2 separate regions of the Sus scrofa genome follow, and region 1 is linked to region 2. The links are chromatin contacts, called in public HiChIP or PLAC-seq maps. All regions are on one chromosome and are shown on one strand. Each heading gives the region's core, a stretch centred on a gene start, on an enhancer-like site or on the middle of the called end of the contact. The rest is flanking DNA. Distances are from core to core; before and after follow the strand shown. Region 1 overlaps COL15A1 (collagen alpha-1(XV) chain). Region 2 has its middle 50 kb from the start of GALNT12.

What was found. HiChIP or PLAC-seq counts read pairs in DNA pulled down with a chosen protein or histone mark.
Region 1: a contact with region 2 is called in an H3K27ac HiChIP or PLAC-seq map of alveolar macrophages. The contact joins two enhancer-like sites. A contact is called at or near these places in 1 of 47 Hi-C or Micro-C datasets (embryonic fibroblasts) and 1 of 2 datasets of contacts at active chromatin or transcription factors (alveolar macrophages).

What each region holds. Positions count from the first base shown.
Region 1 is chr1:240,801,171-240,806,589 of Sscrofa11.1, forward strand. It overlaps COL15A1 (collagen alpha-1(XV) chain), which reads left to right. Exons shown (of 42, transcript XM_021066594.1): 24 at 1,353-1,421; 25 at 1,528-1,563; 26 at 5,059-5,112; 27 at 5,213-5,272. Among named protein-coding and RNA genes, the nearest start is that of TGFBR1, 56 kb to the right of the region's middle. Within about 2 kb of position 2,916, at least 9 of the 83 cell types and tissues checked have an H3K27ac peak or open chromatin away from gene starts, as enhancers often do. A contact at or near this core is called in alveolar macrophages, where this site is marked.
Region 2 is chr1:240,642,676-240,648,769 of Sscrofa11.1, forward strand. No RefSeq gene overlaps it. Among named protein-coding and RNA genes, the nearest start is that of GALNT12, 50 kb to the left of the region's middle. Within about 2 kb of position 4,801, at least 20 of the 83 cell types and tissues checked have an H3K27ac peak or open chromatin away from gene starts, as enhancers often do. A contact at or near this core is called in alveolar macrophages, where this site is marked.

The DNA of each region.
Region 1 (5,419 bases), core at 1,666-4,165, 160 kb after region 2:
GGGCTGCTGTCTTTCCTTCTTCCATCTGAGCCCCAAGGAAGGGGAGTCTCCAGTGTCTGCTGGACCACAGTTCCAGGGGGTGGAGGGTTCGGTGTGCTGAGTAAAGGGGTTTAAGTTTGGCACTACGTGGGGTGATGTCTTGGGATGCCTTTTGCTTCCACGGGCCTACAGAGATGAGGTAGGGCCAGCGCAGCTCTGACTTGGGAGGAGGCCCAGTCCAGCAAGAGTGGCTCTTTACTTTAAACACTCTGTTTCCTATGTGACAAGGTCAGGTACATCTAGAAGGACCTACGTGCCATCCCTGCCCCTCATGCCCTGCCACCTTGAAAACTGGGGGTGGGCACCCAGGCTCTGTTCCAATGCTTACAGCAAATGTGCTTTCTCTTGCTCTGCCTCTGATGCTTTTATGCTTGCTTCCTCTTGCTGCTGGCATGTGCAGGACCACTTCTCCTCACCCGCGGAGTGGTAAGATCCAAATATCACGGGTGGGCTTAGGGGATTGGAGAAAAGAGGCTACTATGCTTGCTTTGGCGCCACTGCCCGAGCTGCTTCCAGCCCTATTGAAGGGAGACTTACATGTGGTCCAGCCCAGCTCCCCAGGGGCTCGCACTGAAGTTTGAGGCCAGAGCCTTGAGTAGTTTCTCTTCCTGGACCTTTCTCTGGGCACATATCTTCTTGGAAGCTTCCTGGGATAATAGATAGCCCTGCTGAGGACAGGATTGGGGACAGCATCCTCTGTCCCCGCCACCAGTCTCCTCATCTCCCCTGTTTCCCAGCAACTAAGATAAATTTGATCAAGTAAGTGCTTGCACAGGAACCCAGAGTTTGAAGGCCAAGTTCTACATGGAGACTCAGGGCCCCTGTGTTGAGAGAGGCCTGCACTCTTCATGCTCATCTCTTTCCCAATTTCAAATGTTTGAAAAGAATAAGGATTCTGGGCAGGAAAAGATCTCAAGTTGAGTCATTAGGAAATCTTGACACTGAATATATTAGGAGTCAGATGTTCCCGGGGTGGAGCCACGTGGCCAAAGGTGGGAAGGACACTGTTGGGGCTGGTTCCTGGAGGATGGAGAGTGGCAATGCCCATCTGGCAGCAGCAGGAGCCCTGGAGGGGCTTGTAGGACCCCAGCCTGTGCTTTCAGACAGTGACTCTCATAGTGTATTGAGGGAACAGTCCAGAAAACCTTTACTGGCTTAGGAGGCCGTTGTAATACTCTAGAAAGAGGTCATGTCAGGGCAGTGGGGTTGGAGGCGGATGAAGGCCAGAGAAACCATGGCAATAGGATGCCTACACCTCTGGATAGGCAGTAAGGTGGAGGCCTGGCTTCATTGAAAGGTTCTCTGAATTGCAGGGCGAGAAGGGAGAGCCAGGTGCCATCCTGACGGGGGATGTTCCTCTGGAAAGGCTGAGAGGCAAAAAGGTAACTATGTCACTGGACCCCAGAGGCACACATCTGCTTCACTGCCCATCCTTGTTTCTGCCGCACACTGTTATCTGAGTGACAAGCCCGTGTCTTTCTGTTTTAGGGTGAACCTGGAGAGCATGGAGCCCCGGGACCAATGGTAAGCCAGGGTCTCTCAGCTGCGTCTGGACTAGGGTTTGAAGCATTTATCATATTTTGGCTCAACTAGACAGAGCTCTCCCAGTTGTGAAAATAAAAAGGATGTGGCAAAAAGAGTGTGTTAGGGTAGGCTAACTGCAATTAAATGAAAATCTCAGTGGTTTAGCCCAGTAGCAGCTTAGTTCTCACACTTGCAAAGTCCACTGTGGTGGTTCCCAGTTGGGCATCCCCCCTCCAGGCAGTGACTCAAGGACCCAGGATGCTTATGTCCTGTGACTCTGCCATCTGGAGGATTCAAGACCACACTAGCCTCTTCCAGCTGGTAGCCGAAGTTGGGGAGGGAGGGAGAAGAGACCATGGAAGATGATAAACTCCACTGCCAGCATGTTCTACTGGCTAGACCACTGATGCCTGGGGGGCAGGAGTGGGGGAAAGAGATGAGGTTTTGCTGTGTGTCGAGGAAGGAGAGGAGACACGGACGGTGGTGAGACCATGGGTCTTGCCAGCTAGAGATTGCATTGTCCAGGGAACCTGGGCTTTGGGGCTTCTGGTCCTGGATCTGCTACTCCTTGAACACGTCCTCTTCTCTCCCTGGGCTTCTATTTTCCCAACCGTGAGTGAGGGTATTGAATGAGTACTAGACAATATGATAGGGCCATTCTAGCTCTACTGCTCCTGGACTCTGTAACTTATTTAGGCTGCCAAATAGTTTTTAAGCTACCAATTCTCTCCAGATGAACCCTAAACTTCCCTGTCCTATATTTCTCTCCCAAAGAACAGAGAGAATTCATGTGTAGAACATCCACTGTGAGTCAGACAAGGATGCTTCAACACAGATCATCTCATTTCATTTTTACCACCCTAAGAGGTGAATGTTAGGACCCTCATCTTATAGACCAGGAGGCCAAGGTCAAAGAGGTTAAGTAACTTGCCCACTGCCACACAGCTTGTTAGGGGCACAGCAGGGATTGAAACCCAGCCTGTCAGACTCTGTGTCCAGGTTTTTCCCAGCACACTTCACTGCCTCCAATTAAGACTTTGATTTCTCTGAAACATTTGGGGCTGGAGTGTTGCACCTGGAGGTTTCAATGTGAAGTTTGTTGGAAGCTGGATTGCAGGCCTAGGGAGAAAGGCCCTCCCACTGCTCTAACAGACACGGGTCCTTGATGCCTGGCCTGTAATCTCCAAGGTGTATCCTTCAAAGGACCTTCCAAGGGCTTGGGTCCCATAAGTCAGGCAGAATGGATACCCTGGAGAGGTGTGCTTGGCCCTTGCCAAAGGCTAGGGCAGACTGAGAGAGTCTTGTGATAACCGCTGTTTAACCACTTCCTAACGTCTTACACAGTGGGAAATACTAATTGTTAGCAGTGGTGGCTGGCAGACTGCCAAATATGGCCAGGGTTCCCCATAGCCCAGCTGAGCATAGCTTGCCAAGCACAGACAGTAAAGGGGCCCCTTCTTCTAATTTGCATAAGGCACCATATGGGCTATTTGTGGCCCTCATGACTAGCATAGCTTACAACTCCTTTACAAATCCACCAGAGCCTTATTACTCAAAGGGTGTCCAAGGACTCACCTGGGAGTTGGTTGGAAAAGCAAAGCCTTGGACCCCACCCAGGATCTACTGGATCTGCATTTTGACAAGATCCACATGCCTCTCCCATGCACCTGCGGTCTGAGAGGCCCTGCACTGGGACCTACTACCACATGGCTTAGGCCCTGTTAACTCCTTGCTTTTTCTTTTTCTAAGAGTCACTGTGCTGAGTACTTTAAATACAGAGCCTGTCTCAACAGTCTCTATTTGCCATTTGTTTAGGCCTGGCTATATATGTTAATGGAGCAGGAAGAAGGGACTTGATGGGCCCCAGGCTTACACCAGTCCTTTCTCTGGAAGCAGGACGACTCAGCTACAGGAAAGGGCAGGTGTGGGCTGGAGGCAGAGCTTGTTCTGGGAAGTGGTAGTGCATTGAATGTATCCCAGACATTGGGAGGCGTGAGGGTTCCTGCAGGAGGCTGGAACACAGCACTGACTCTGGGAGCCTCTGGATATAGAAAGCCAACACTTCAGTGGGGTCCATGGGTCAGGGACTTATCTGGAGAACTGGGGTGCTAGGCCAAGACTCTGGTCCATAGGGACAGGTGGAAGCAAGGCAGGAACCACATCCTGGAGCAGGTGGCCAGGCTGGGCTGCCATGAGGAGTGAGGCAGGCCTGCAGGGTTCCACCAGTGGACATGGAGAACCTTAGGACAGAGGCCCTGGCACAAAGGTCCACACGTGTTCTGAGCTGGCCCAGCACACGGCCACCTGGGATCTGAGGCCCAGAGCTACTGACCTCTTGCTTCTTGGTGAGCCCTGACTGGCGGAGAGGGTTGAGTCCTGCATCTGGGGTCGGGTAGAGCCTGCTGGAAGGGTTGAGCAAGTGGGTCCAGCTGAGAGCAAAGAGGCCAGGCAGGTGGACACTTCATAACTTCTCCTTGCCCTCCATTCTCCTATCAGCGGTTCTTTGTCACCACTGCCCACGATGGGGGGCTGGACACCACCCTGACTCCCCACCCATCTCCCTGGCCTCGAGCTTCTCTTTCTTTTCTAATTGAAATGTACTGGACAAACAGCATCATATATGTTTAAGGTGTGTGTGTTGATTTGAGACCTTTATATATTGTGATACGATTGCCATTGTAGACATAGCAGCTCTCGCATCACATAATTATCTTTTCTTTTTTTGTGGCTGGAATAAATGCGATCTAGTCTCTTAGCAGGTTCGAGGACTACAATACTGTATTATTGTCCACAGTCACTATACTGCGCCTTAGGCCTCTGGACCAAGCTGTCTACTTGTTGCAAGTTTGTACTTTAAACCACACCTCACCTATTCTCACCCTCCTGTCCCTGGTAGCTACCATTTTACTCTCTGTTTTCACAAGTTTGGCTTTTTTTTTTTGATTCTATGTATAAGTGACGTCATGCAGCATTTTCTCTATTTTTAATCATTTTTTTAACCTTTATTATTATTATTATTTCTACTGTACAGCACGGTGACCCAGTTACACATACACGTATACATTCTTTTTTCTCACATTACATGTTCCATCATGAGTGACTGGACAGGGTTCTCAGTGCTACACAGTGGGCTCCCATTGCTAATCCATCCCAAAGGCAACAGTCTGCATCTGTTAACCCCAAGCTCCCAGTCCCTCCCCTTCTAAAAAATTTTTTAAGGTATAGTTGATTTACAATGTTGTGTCAGTTTCTGCTGTATGGCAAAGGGACCCGGTCATATGTATGTATATATATATATATATACACATTCTTTTTTCCTATCATCTTCCATTATGTTTTATCACAAGTGTTTGGATATAGTTCCCTATGCTATGCAGCAGGTGTTTTTTTGTTTTTGTTTTTGTTTTTGTTTTTTTTTATTAAACTATAGTTGATGAACAATGTTCTGTCAATTTCCATTTTCTCTTCCTAATCTGGTATTTGCTTTGCCTCCAGGGGCCCAAAGGACCACCAGGACACAAAGGAGAATTTGGCCTCCCCGGACGACCTGTAGGTTTGGGGGTTCCCTAGGCAGCATGTGAAGGAGGACACGAGGGCTGGTCGGACCTGCTGGTGGTGGGTTCGCTAAGGTGTCTCCCGTGGGTTTCAGGGTCGCCCAGGACTGAATGGTCTCAAAGGTGCCAAAGGAGATCGAGGAGTCATGATGCCGGTGAGTGCCACGCTGGGGCCCCCGCCCCATGCCAAGCTGGGGACAGGCCCTGAGGCCAGTGTCCAGAGCAGGGCTGGGAGAGTGCCGCGTCCGGGGAGCAGGGCTCATGGTCGGATGCTCAGGGGTGTTCTTCTTCCTCTGCTGCCA
Region 2 (6,094 bases), core at 3,551-6,050:
ATCCCTGACCTTGCTCAGTGGGTTAAGGATCCAGCGTTGCTGTGAGCTGTGGTGTGGGTTGTAGACTTGGCTCAGATCCCGCATTGTTGTGGCTCTGGCATAGGCTGGCGGCTACAGCTCCGATTCAACCCCTAGCCTGGGAACCTCCATGTGCCATGGGAGTGGCCCAAGAAATGGCAAAAAGACAAAAAAAAAATTAGATATGTCTAAACATAGTCTGTGTTTACTGTACATGGGTTTCATTGAGCTTGGAGTATAATTTAAGGTTTTTAAAATTTGGGAAAGTTTTAGCCATTATTTTTTCAGGCTTTTTCCTGTATTTTTCAATGGATAATTTCTGATGACTTCTCTTGAAACTCACTGACTTCTCCTACCATTTCAAACCTGCTATTGAGCTTGCACAGTCATTTTATTTCAGTTATTTTTCAACTCTAAATATCTATTTGGTTCTTTTTTTGTGGTGTCTGTTTCTCTATTGATATTTTCTATGTATTGATTCATTGTTAGCCTGTTTTCCTTCATATTTTTACATGGCTGCTTTGAAGCCTTTTTAACTTAGCAGCTTAAAACATTACATATATTGGAGTTCCTATCATGGATCAGTGGAAAAAATGAATCTGACTAGCATCCATGAGGATGCAGGTTCGATTCCTGGCCTCACTCAGTGGGTTAAGGATCCAGCATTGCCATGAGCTGTGATGTAGGTCATAGACATGGCTTGGATCTGGCATTGCTGTGGCTGTGGCGCAGGCCAGCGGCTACAGCTCCGATTTGACCCCTAGCTTGGGAACCTCCATATGCCAAGGTTGTGGCCCTAAAAAAAAAGAAAAAAAAATATATATATATATTACCTTATAGTTTCTGTAGGCCAAAATTTCGGCAGGGCTTGGTGGGATTCTCTGCTCAGGTCTCTCAAGGCTGCAGTCAAGGTGTCAGTCATGGTTGTGATCTCTTATGGGACTCAGTGTTCTCTTCCAAGCTCACTGGTTGTTGGCTGAATTCAATTCCTTAGGCAGTAAAACTGAGGACCTCAGCTCCAAAAGGCCACTTTCCATTCCCTGCCGTATGGCCTTCTCCACAACATGACATTTTTCTTCTTCAAGGCCATCAGGAAACTGTTGCTGATTCTTATCTCTTTTAAGGTTTCACTTGATTAGGTCAGGTGGACCCAAGATCGTCTCCCTTCTCTTAACTCAGAAGTCAACTGACTAGTGACCTTAACTGCATCCACGAAATTCCTTCTCTGTAGTGATATCCCCTCATATCCACAGGTCCTACACACACCCAAGGGGAGGGGATTATACTGGGCTTGTACCCAGGAGGCAGGAATCTTGGGGGTCATCTTAGAATTCTGCCTACCACCATCCCTCCTTGGTCCCCAGTAATTCAAAATGCATTCAGTCCCTCCCAAGGTTTCCAAAGGTCTCATCTCATTACAGCATGAGTCCAAAGTCCAGAATTTCATCGTCTAAATCTAAATCTCATCAGCTGAAAGTCCAAAATCTAAATCTAAATCAGGTCCAGCAGATGCAGCTCCTGGATGTCATTCAACAGGTGCAGCTGCTGGGGCACGTTTGCTCTCCACCCGTAGACTTGTTATACTGAACACTCCATCGCAAAGCAGTGAAGGGACAGGTTACTGTTTATAGACGTTCTGACTCAGGGGAGAAGTGGAGGTCAAAAGGAATCCCGGATCCATAATGGACTTGAAATCAGGTCAATGTTTGAACTTTTCTTGATTCAGTTTTACATACCTGGGAATAATCCTCAGGGCTTTTGGCTTCTTCTTCTGGGCATGTGGTTCCACCTTCTTGTCATCCTTCCTATTTTATGAATGTAACACATTTGCAGCTGAGTAGTTTTATGAATCTGTTTCTTGCCAGTAGAATTTGGGGGATCCGATCACCTCTTTTTGTTTTGTTCTCTCTCTGTCTCTTTCAGTTGAAGCCAGAAGGATTTCTGCTAAGATCGTTTTTAAGAACTTTGTGGGTCTTGCATGAATTCCCTGCTTTTCACTCCGCTAGACCGAAGCCACATCCACAGATCTTTTTCAAACAATCCCCTTTCTCTCTTGGCCTCCTGTTTAGATGGCTGAGTAATAAGGACCTTCAGCTTCCTAGATGCCCCTGGTTTAGTTGAGAAGATCCATGACATGTACACTCCTAAAGGGACCCTTTATGTGACTGAATCTTCTGACCTCTTTATCTTTCTGGGTTTTAGCAAAAGGCTGTACAGTTGTACACTCAGCCTTTTCTCTGTGCCATGCTTTCAGCAGTCGTTCTGATTTTTAGCATCTTTTGCCATCTGGAGAGGCTGAAAATTTTGAAATAATTCAGTCCTACTTAATTTTTGTGTAACAATTTTCCCCTCATTTATCTCTCTCCTCTTGCATTTTACCATAGGCGTCAAGGAGAAACTAGGCAGCATCTTCAGCACTGCTTGGAAATCTCCTTAGCTATATAACCAGGTTTATCCCTTATAAATTCTTTGTAACTTCAGGAGGCAATTTTGCTAAGCTTTCTGTCACTATATCATAAAGATCTCCTTTTTCCACTTTCTAATAACATATTCCTCACTTCCTTCTAAAACTTCACCAGCAGCATCCTCAACATTTATATTTCCACTAAAGAGTCTCTTTAAGGAAACCTGTTCTCTATCAGGTTTTGCAGAATTTCTCTAGCTTCCTCCTGCCCAATTCTAAAGCTGCTCCTACATTTTGGGTATTCATTACGGTGGCATCTCACTTCCAGGTACCAAAATCTGTGTTAATTTTCTATTGCTGTGTAATAAATTGCCACAGACACATAGTGGCTTAAAACAGCATCATTTATTGTTTTCCCATTCTTATAGATCGTAAGTCTGGGCATGGCTTAGGTGGGTTCTCTGCTCCGTTCTCAGTCTCACTGGCTGAAATCAATGTGTCAGCAGGGGCTGCAGTCTCACTTGGGACCTGGGCTCTTCTTCCAAGCCCACTGTTGGCAGAATTCAGGTCCTTGTGGCTGTAGGATTGAGAACCTCAGCCTCTAGAGGTCGCCTGCGTAGAGAATCTCCTGCTGGCTTTGAAGAAGTCAACTGCTATCTTGTGATGGGCCACATAGCTAGAACCTGAGGTGGCCTCTGGGAGCTCAGAGTGGCCAAGTTCATGTTGAATTTATGGAAACAAAGGGTCATCCATATGATTATTACATTAATAACAATGTAGATAATACCAGTACCTTTGGAACTCTGGTTCAGGCATGCCCATCTCATCAGATGCCTACTTACCATTCCAGAAGATTCCTTTTTGAAAACTTGTCAGAACTCCTAAGAACCTGAACCTTCATTACATGACAGACTCCCTCCATGTGAGTAGGGAAAAAATTTGTTTTTGGGGTTTATGTATTTGCATGGGTTTCTGGATTTCTTTATGGGCTCACTGGCTAACTGTGTGTTAAAAGTTTCTTGCACTATCTAGCTTCCCTTTTCTCCTCCTACTAAAACAATACTTTTTACAATTTTTTTTACATGGGAATCAGCTGGCGTCTTGTTAAAAGGAAGATTCAAGTTCCATCCTTTAGGTTTGGGATGGGCCTTGAGATTCTGCCTTTCTCGAAAGCACCTAGATGGTGCCAGCACTGCTGGTCTGTGGACAAGATTTTGAGTAGAAGTTTATTTGAGTGAGAATAAGAAGGCAGGTCTTGGTTGGCTGGTCACTGGTGCCTACTCACACACACACTAGGTGGTGTTGTCAGCTCAGAAAATACCACAGTGCTTTCATTGAGGCCAAGTCTATTGGTCTAAAAAAAAAAATCCTCCAAACCTCACATCTGTGGGCTGCAGATCTGGAAGGCACCCAGAAATCATTCGGTGCCCAGGGTAGCTGATGGGGAATGAGGCCCATGAGTGAAAGGGTTTGCCTAAGATCACACAGCAAGTTAAGGACCACATTTTCTTTGTCAATACCTGTCATTCTGTGTAGTAATCAGTGTTCTAAACTTGGCCTGGGTATGTTTTTCTTAAAGTGTTACATCGGTACTCTTTTTTTTTTTTTTTTAAAAAAATCCTACTTCAGATATTGGCTTTGCTGTATTGCATTAAGTTATAAAGTATAAAAGGTTTCGTATCTTGATAAAAAGTTCCAAAGACTTTGCCACATGGTTCGTTGTATCAGAGCCTCAATGTTTATTTTGCAAGTGGCGTTGGAAATTCTGGCCTCTTAGTCTCCTAATGTTTATGAGATTTAATGCACCACACACCACGTTTCTCACACTTACACACAGCTTCAGAGTTTTGTTTTCAAGAGTATTATTTTGTTGGCTGCTATAGGGTTGACTGAGGATTGCTGTCTCCTTTGTATTATCAGCAGCTATTAATGATGATGATAATAATACCATGAGTTGGGTCCTCCTCTAAACACTTCATGTACATGAGCTAACTTAATTCTGAAAATACCCAGTGAGTTAGGTGTTGGTCCTACCCTCCCCTCCCCCATCTCCCCCTACCCTCAATTTAAAGGTGAGGACACTAAGGCTCAGAGAAGGTGGGGAACTTGTCTAAGGTCACACAGCCAATCAGTGAAAGTGCTAGAATTTAAATCCAGACAGTCTTGCTCCAGAGCTCAGTTGTAACTGCTGTGACCTGGTGCATCCTGGAGGGGAGGGGAAGCAGCTTGCCCAGGTCAGGCAGCTCATACACCCTGACCACGGCCCTCCCCTCATTCTTAGTCCAGTTATACCACATTGCCAGTCGTGGCAGAGGAATTAACGAGAATCTGTTCTGCTTGGAGAGTACAGGGGTCATGGCAGAGGCACATCTCTGGGCAGCGTGTTCCCTTCAAAATGCCAGGTCGGGGGCAGAACCAGTGCTGAACCACTGGGATGCAGACCTGCTCCTCCAGGTGCAGGTGTCCAGTTAGGGCTCCATTTTGCCCACCTTCCCACTCTGTGCGCTTTCTCTTAAAACAAAAGCCTGGGAAGGCAAGTTTTGGGAGCGTTTCTTCTGTTTCTCCTTTGAGACTCTTGCTGCAAAGCCAGGGAGGCCCAAGTTCACGGCCAGATCCACTGCGGTTGCCCCATCTAGCACCTCCCTGTCTTCAGAGGGCTTAAAACCCGTGGGACTGAGGGTTCTGTCCCATCAGACATGTCATGATTGCTCTGTGAATCATCTTGAACCTTCTTTTATGAGGCAGAGGTCAGGGGAACCGATGGCTCATCGCTGTTCAGATGGTTAATTCAGTGTCCTAAAAAGAAATTGCCAAATGGGTGTGTCTCCCGGGCAGCTCTGGTTATTAACTCAAGAGTGATTGCAAAGCACCACTGGATTCTGACTGCCAACTGTTATAAAAGGAAGCAAGTTACTGGGTTAGGGAATTTGTAGGGACTTTAGAAGTCACGTGTCCGGCTCCCCCCTAAGCAGAAATCCCCCCTTGTCCCCAGCAGTGGCCAGCTGACCCTAGCTTGTGCACTGCCTGTGGGGACCTCTTCCCCCTTCACAGGCTGTCCATTGTATTCTTGGATGGCTTCTCATGAAGCTGTAATCTGTCTCCCTGTACTTCCTTACTGCTCTGGACCCCCGCTTGGAGGCCACCCAGTGTGTTTGTCCTCTGCCCCTCAGAGATTCAAGGAGAGAGGATGTGTGTCTCTCTTCAAACCGTCGTTATGGGAGGTGCTTTGCATTGGAGTTCTGGGAGAGAGTAACGATAGATGTTTGCATTAACTCTGCTGCATTTAACCAAAGGTCAAAACTCCATCCCCCTTCCCTGCAGAGAAGTCTGGTCTAGCTCAGGCTCCCCCAGATGCTCTGAGGGCAATGAGACACAAATAGGTGGGGCGGGGGGAGTGTGTGTGTGTGTGTGTGTGTGTGTGTGTGTGTGTGAGTGTGAGAGAGGGAGAGAGAGAGAGAGAGAGAGAGAGAGAGAGAGAGAGAGAGAGAGAGAGAGAGAGACAGCAAGAGGGAGAAAAATGGTGTCAGAGATCCTTCATTTTCCATAATAGAAAGTCAGTAATAGTGGTCTCAAACTGAGAAATCATGAGCAAGCAGGGCCAATGCGTTCTTTGAAATTTGGAGGCAAATACTGGAAGAAATCGCTGGAAATGTGGACAGGAGGGGCTCTCTG